2 separate regions of the Gadus morhua genome follow, and region 1 is linked to region 2. The links are chromatin contacts, called in public Hi-C maps. All regions are on one chromosome and are shown on one strand. The core of a region is the stretch at or near the end of the contact, and the rest is flanking DNA. Distances in the headings are between cores, read along the strand shown. Region 1 holds the start of LOC115529602 (solute carrier family 35 member F5). Region 2 holds the start of ftcdnl1 (formiminotransferase cyclodeaminase N-terminal like 1).

What was found. A called contact is a pair of places that touch in the nucleus more often than the background predicts.
Region 1: a contact with region 2 is called in a Hi-C map of spleen, with 4 times the contacts expected there. The contact joins the promoter of LOC115529602 here to the promoter of ftcdnl1 in region 2. A contact is called at or near these places in 2 of 6 Hi-C or Micro-C datasets (gill and spleen).

The regions. Positions count from the first base shown.
Region 1 is chr17:19,056,563-19,060,173 of gadMor3.0, reverse strand. It overlaps LOC115529602 (solute carrier family 35 member F5), which reads left to right and starts at 1,362. Exons shown (of 15, transcript XM_030338432.1): 1 at 1,362-1,529; 2 at 2,721-2,862; 3 at 3,321-3,470. The coding sequence starts at 1,522.
Region 2 is chr17:18,914,507-18,917,871 of gadMor3.0, reverse strand. ftcdnl1 (formiminotransferase cyclodeaminase N-terminal like 1) reads right to left here and starts at 1,789. Exons shown (of 6, transcript XM_030338603.1): 1 at 1,498-1,789. It overlaps c17h2orf69 (chromosome 17 C2orf69 homolog), which reads left to right and starts at 1,993. Exons shown (of 3, transcript XM_030338602.1): 1 at 1,993-2,737. The coding sequence starts at 2,384.

The DNA of each region.
Region 1 (3,611 bases), core at 113-2,612, 140 kb before region 2:
CTGTATTTCCCTCACTTAACCAATAGGGGGTAGGACCTAATATATAAGCCGTAAATACTACACATAGCCACAAGGGAAAGCAGGACATTACTGAAGGCTGCAATAGATACTTTAGCCACAGAGGGCAGCATCGCAGACCAGGCGAGGAAAACCGAGGATTACGTCACACCGGTTCCTCTCCAAGTCTTCCGGTCCTCGCTGAGTACATAAAGAAGTCCACCTGGCCATGAAAACCTTAGAACTCTCCCGGCAGCGATTACCATACGTGGGTTTGTGGTTAGGATCAGCTAGGAGAACACTCTCGCACGTGCTAAGGCACATCTCCAATCTCTCTTTACTTCAGAGCATCAGTTTACCATACCGAAAATACTTTATACAAATAAAGTCTCTTTAAAGCTATTCCTTTGGATTCGACCCCTCTTTCCAAGAAGAACATTGCAGGCTCTAGATGTACCGCCTCATGGACTAAAGGCTTCAGGCTCTAGATGTACCACCTCATGGACTAAAGGCTTCAGGCTCTAGATGTACAGCCTCATGGACTAAAGGCTTCAGGCTCTAGATGTACCGCCTCATGGACTAAAGGCTTCAGGCTCTAGATGTACAGCCTCATGGACTAAAGGCTTCAGGCTCTAGATGGAACAGCTTCATGGACTAAAGGCTTCAGTCTGTAGATGTACAGCCTCATGGATTGAAAGCTACAGTCTGTAGATGGTACAGTCTCTAGATGTAAAACCTCATGAACTAAAGGCTTCAGTCTCTAGATGTATAGCCTCATAGACTAAAGGCATTTGTCATTAACAAATCCAACAATAACATAACATTACTGCCCTCATCTGCCCCTGCATGTCTTGGCTTTAGGGTATTGGTGACTAACTTCTAGTGTTAAAGCAATCTTTGGTGATACCGCCTTCTAGTGGAAAAGTGTGTGCATTGGTTGGTTTGGTATTTCACTAATTTTTAAATAAATGTTTTTTATCACATTACTTCAACCGACCAGACATGGACAATTTTCTATTTGTTTATTTACTAAATTGAATTGATTGATGTGCATATGCATACATGCACGTATATTGCTTTTAATATAGGCCTATATATATATTTTAATTAACTTAAGTTTCTATTACATTTTTAAGATACAGTCCTCATGTCCCAAAGTCCTAACACCCACATTTCCCGTCCAACTTGAGTGTTCAGGTTCGATACTTAATACTTTTTATCGTATTTAAAGGAAAGCTGAGTTTGCATGAATTAACTGTATTCATATCTTGAAAGAGTGTCCCTCTCTTGTTCGAAGATAACTACATATCCCAGAATGCCGTTCTTCAGCTAAGTGTAGTCACCTGATAACTACATATCCCGGAATGCCTTGTTTCAGTTAAGTGATGTCACCTGATTGATGTGCTAATGTTTACTATCAGTCGAGGGGCGACAATTCCGTCTTAATAATTGCGGCTAGATTAATCAATGGGTAAATAAATCCAGAAGATAGAAAACAAAGCATACGATAGGATCTATCTACAGATGCTCAGGTAAATGTCTACTTGATCACGGATCGATGTTGGCCATTAGCATGTAGCTATCGTCCAGTAGAAACACTCGCAGCGTTATGCTGTTTAAACATTGTTTTGAGCTGGTTGGCTACATGCATTTAGTTTAGTGCGTTTCCTTGTCCAAATTTTATTATCACAACGTACTTTCAGCATCACAGTTGAATCAGACAGGCAGTGACATAACTATACAGTGTGTGTGTCTGTGTTAGCCTCTGCTTGAATTAAACATGACAACAGGTCACTTTATTGGTGCTGTTTTACCATCACTATGTCATTACAGGTGACTCTTTACCATATATGCATACATTTTCAGTTACAAAAATGACCAGAAGTAATTTTCACATGGTAGACATATCTTTTAACATTATCATGTAGAACCACTTTCATGTGTGCGTTTTTGCAACACACAATCATTGCAGAAACCAGCAGACTACTGTAGGCTTCTGGTTTACATGTCAGCATGCAGCCAGATGAGGGGAGGGATTGATGACCGAATATGTTCTCTTGTATCCTTCTGTGGTCCTCTGTGAGGCCTGACAGATATCCCCAAAAAGTATCCTCTCTAACTGGTTGACAGGTACTGTCATAATAATATCATGATCGTAATAATAAGGATCATGCTCCTCTATCAGACTTGGGTATTGTACTACTTAAACATACTTTTCCATGTTGCTGAATTAAACATGACTTTGAGAACATAAACCTTCCTTCAAACTGGTACCAGGCCATGGTGGGGTTGGATAGATGCATGCTTTATACATAAGCAGACAATGGTAAAAAAGCATACCTTGATATTAATTTGATTAGTTTTCTTTGACATTGCACTATAACTATACGTGTGATGCTGTTATAAATGGTCTAGATTAGAATATAAATGTTCACTTTCTATTAATAAAACAGTTTATTGAACTTTATATTTGTCCTATTGTTGCTTTGTTTACTCAATACTCACTAACATTAGTAGCCCAAAAAATAGCCCAAAGCACAGACAATCAGACATGAAGCTATTATGTGCCTGAGAGTTGCCAGCCTGTTAATATGAGCATGCATTTCGTGTGTGTGTGTGTGTGTGTGTGTGTGTGTGTGTGTGTGTGTGTGTGTGTGTGTGTGTGTGTGTGTGTGTGTGTGTGTGTGTGTGTGTGTGTGTGTGTGTGTGTGTGTGTGTAGCAGGGTCCAGATGGTGTGGGTGTTCATCATGAACCGGATGGGCTCTCAGAGCGCCTCGGCAGCCCAGCGAAGACGCATGGCCCTTGGAGTGGCCATCCTCCTGTTGGTGGATGTCATTTGGGTGGCCTCCTCCGAGCTGACCTCAGTAAGGCCCAACACACCCCCAAACACACCCCCCCAAACACACACTCCCAAACACACACTCCCATTACCAAAAGTTGCAGATCCCCCTGGTGCAAATCACATGTTAATTGTCAATTTAGGAATCCAAGGCACTTATTGCAAGCCTCAGCAAAATAATCAGATACAAAATCATTGATTGTATGATCATGGGAGTCTTTATCACACTCGTGCGCTTAAAAATAGTAATTAGCATTGTGTAGCGTCTAATCCTAGCTATCTTGGTTGTGTACGGGGAAAGGGTTAACCTAGCAATTGTTAGTGCTTGGCACTTGTTTATATGACCATCTTTACTGTACCGACAGCGATATATATTTTTGTTTCTTTTTCTACCAATCTACCAAGCTTCTTCAGAGCAACAGTGGGTATGACTTAAAGGTTGATGGCTACCTGGTGACAGCTGTTCTCTTCTCCTGCTCTCAGTATATCTTCAGGCGGCAGGAGTACAACAAGCCCTTCTTCAGCACGTTCACCAAGACGTCCATGTTCGTGCTCTACCTGCTGGGCTTCCTGCTGTGGCGGCCGTGGAGGCAGCAGTGCACCAGCTCACTGCAGCGACCTCACACTGCGTTTGTGAGTAGTCATGGCACAACACTCGCCACAGGGGGGCGCTGCTGCACTGCGCCGAGTAAAAGGAAAAGCCACACAGGGCAAATGAAAGGTTTTAATGTTCTTCATTTGGTATTTATCATACTTGATATTCAAAGAAGGATG
Region 2 (3,365 bases), core at 540-3,039:
TAGGTACCTTGTCAAGGACACCTCGACACTCAGCTAGGAGAAGCCAGGGATCGAACCAGCAACCTTCAGGTTACCAGCCAACCCGCTCTACCTCCTGAGCTACTGCCGCCCAACAATACAACAAAAACAGAAAGTCACGAATACAACACAAACAACACACACAACAGACAATACATACAACACAAACAGAAAGTCATCAATACAACACAAACAACACACCAAGAATACAACACAAAGCAATACACCGCAACCAACACACACTAATACAACACAAACAACCCACACAAATACAACGCAACCAACACACACCAATACAACACAAACGCCAATACAACACAAACAACACACACCAATACAAAAAACCAACAACACCCCTTGCATAACTCAAACGAGACACACAAACATTTTAATTATTTATCTGATTCCACCAATCACATTATAACTGACAGGATTCAAATATTTTCAGAGATGAGATAGTGCTTTGTTCAAGGGTACAAAAAAGGTACTTCATAATTTTGTACCAGCCCATACATGCTATTTCCATGTAGAGATCATACAAACAGCCTATTTCAAGTAGCAGCACTTCCCTCTTGTCGCTGTTTAAAAACATAACATCAGGGGTGTTAGGGATGTTAAAAAACACATCAATAGAGCTGCTAAACCAATCTGGAATAATACGTGAATGTTAGTACATGATCAGATTTTCTGGAAATACTTCCTTAAGAGTGCTAGCAATAGGATTGACAATTCAGTCATGGCGTGCAATATAAAGTCCTTTATACATATTACAGCCATTTAAAATATGGGTAACTGATTAATGTTGATGGCCAAAGTCTGAGTGCATTATACTGTGTGGATGATGGCAAGGTACAATGGCAGATTGTATTTGGTAGGTAGCACCTGCAGTCTGGCTCTGACAGTTAAGTCTAGGAATGCTAGCTTTTCCTGCATTCTGAGTCCGGTCCAGTGTTGTTAGGTCTCTGTTTGTTTAATGTTAAGAAGGAATCTGTTGTGTTCTGTAGTGTGTTGTGGCACGTTGTGATAAACAGTAGTCTCTTGCACAACACCCCTTGCATAACTCAAACCACACACACACACACACACACACACACACACACACACACACACACACACACACACACACACACACACACACACACACACACACACACACACACACACACACACAGTTGAGTTACTGGTGTCATGTTTGTCAAGTGACTAGAACTGGAAGTAGGCCTAGTTATAACATTAAAAGGGAAATACATTAAGAAAGTTGTAGGCTAGATATTTACGTGCAACAATTATTCCGTTGGCATGACAAAAACAATGTGTAAACACAACTTGGTGTCACCAGTAAGCTGCAGACACATGGCCAACAGCAGGCAGTACAGGTCGGTCACATGGCCACTGGTGACGGTGAGTTACAAATCACAGAAACCAACAACACACGTGCAACACAGAGTTGTAGGCTCGAGGGCGGATTTGTTACATTACCCTGCGGTGCAGATCAGAAATAAGTGACTGACAGCCAGTTTCATGTCAAAGGAACACGTCAACGCGTCGGGGACAGGTGATCCCACCGTGACGTCATCTGTCAGCCGTCCTATGAAGTATATTCAAACAGCGCCTCGTTGTTAATAAACAGAGGCGCTGTTTTTTAGAATAATTTTGTTTCCCTTCAGTGAAATAAACGTAATAAACCCAGTAAAATAAACGTAATCAACTTAATCAACGCAGTCTAATAAACCTAATAAACTTCTTAGGACGGCCGTTGGATGACGTCACTGCCGGATCTGGCATCGTAGACACGTGACCCTGCAGTGACGTCATCCGTCCTACTAAGTTTATGTCTAACAAACAGCGCCTCTCTGTGGAGACACATTGATAAACCATCACCTCCACAATGTTATTCATATTATTTTTTTTACTTAATGCTCTGAACAGGGCAGTCAGTGTCGTGTGTGTGTAGTAGAGTTATTCAAAGATGATTGAGTAAAAAATGAAGCCAGAGCTCACATCAAATTATGTATTCAAATAATCTGGAGGCAAGAGTAATGTATATCGGTTCAAAGCAACAGGAGGGTCAATGGGGAAAAGCCTCAACAAATAATCCCCTTTAATAAATAGAACACCTTAATTTAGGGGATCCAACTATAAATGGTGACTGATTCACACTCCGATCCAGTGGGTGGCGGTATACCAACCCCAAATAAAAAAACAAATAAAGAAGAAGTGTATTTCCACTGCAAAGCTACCTGGACCTCAGCCTAGGTGATGATACGGATGTCATTGATGCTGAAATGCTGTGATGCTCTCCACAAAGCACACACAAGCAGCAGATCACCGGGGAGCCGATCAGATATAGGAGAAGCGAACAGCGATGAGCACCAGGGTGGCGCAGTCATCCTGCGACCCAGCGGGGATGGGTCAACCAGAAGCCCCGGGTCTCGGCTCCGGAGCCCCGGGTCTCGGCTCCGGAGCCCCGGGTCTCGGCTCCGGAGTCCCGGGTCTCGGCTCCGGAGCCTTGGGTCTGAGTCCACAAGGAGTCCCGGATCTCGGCTCTGGATGCCCAGAGCGGCCCCAGCTCCTGGTCGCGGTACCCGGTTGCGACCCAAGCCGGGTGAACGACCTGCTGGTGCTCCGTCCTTCCGAGTGGTACCGCTGCCGTGGGTCCACCGCAGAGCTGGACCGGAGCAGTAACGACCATGTGGTGTTCTTCCATGGAGATATTCAGGTGAGGGGGGGATGTTGATGGAGACACACCAATACAACACACTAATGCAACACAGACTAGACACACCAAATGTCACCAATACAACACAACACACACCAACACACACCAATACTAAACAAACACACACTATTCATTTACAACACACAACAATACCACACACACCAACACAAACGACACACACGAATACAACACAGACTAGAAACACCAATACAACACACACCAACACAAACAACACACACCAGTACAACACAAACAACAGACAGTCACCTGGGCCCAGTTTCCCGAAAGCATCGTTAGCCTAAGTGGATCGTGAAGTGCGTCGTACGAGCATCGTACAGTTTTCACACCATTTCCCGAAAGCATCGTTGGTAACGACCGTCGTGAAAACGCTCGTAGCTAACGACGAGGACTCCAGGGGTACTCGTAGGATGCTAAGTGCATCGTTAGCCTACTATAGCCTCAGTGGCGTCACCAGCGGACATTCCGTGTATTGGATGCTTTTTAATATAACGCATCCAATAGGTAATCCACAGAATGCCCAGCTTGAATAATTTCGCAACCAAAAACAGTGGTTACCGCCACCTTATTACTCATAGACTACTGTTAGATTCAAATAGGGCCTAGCAAA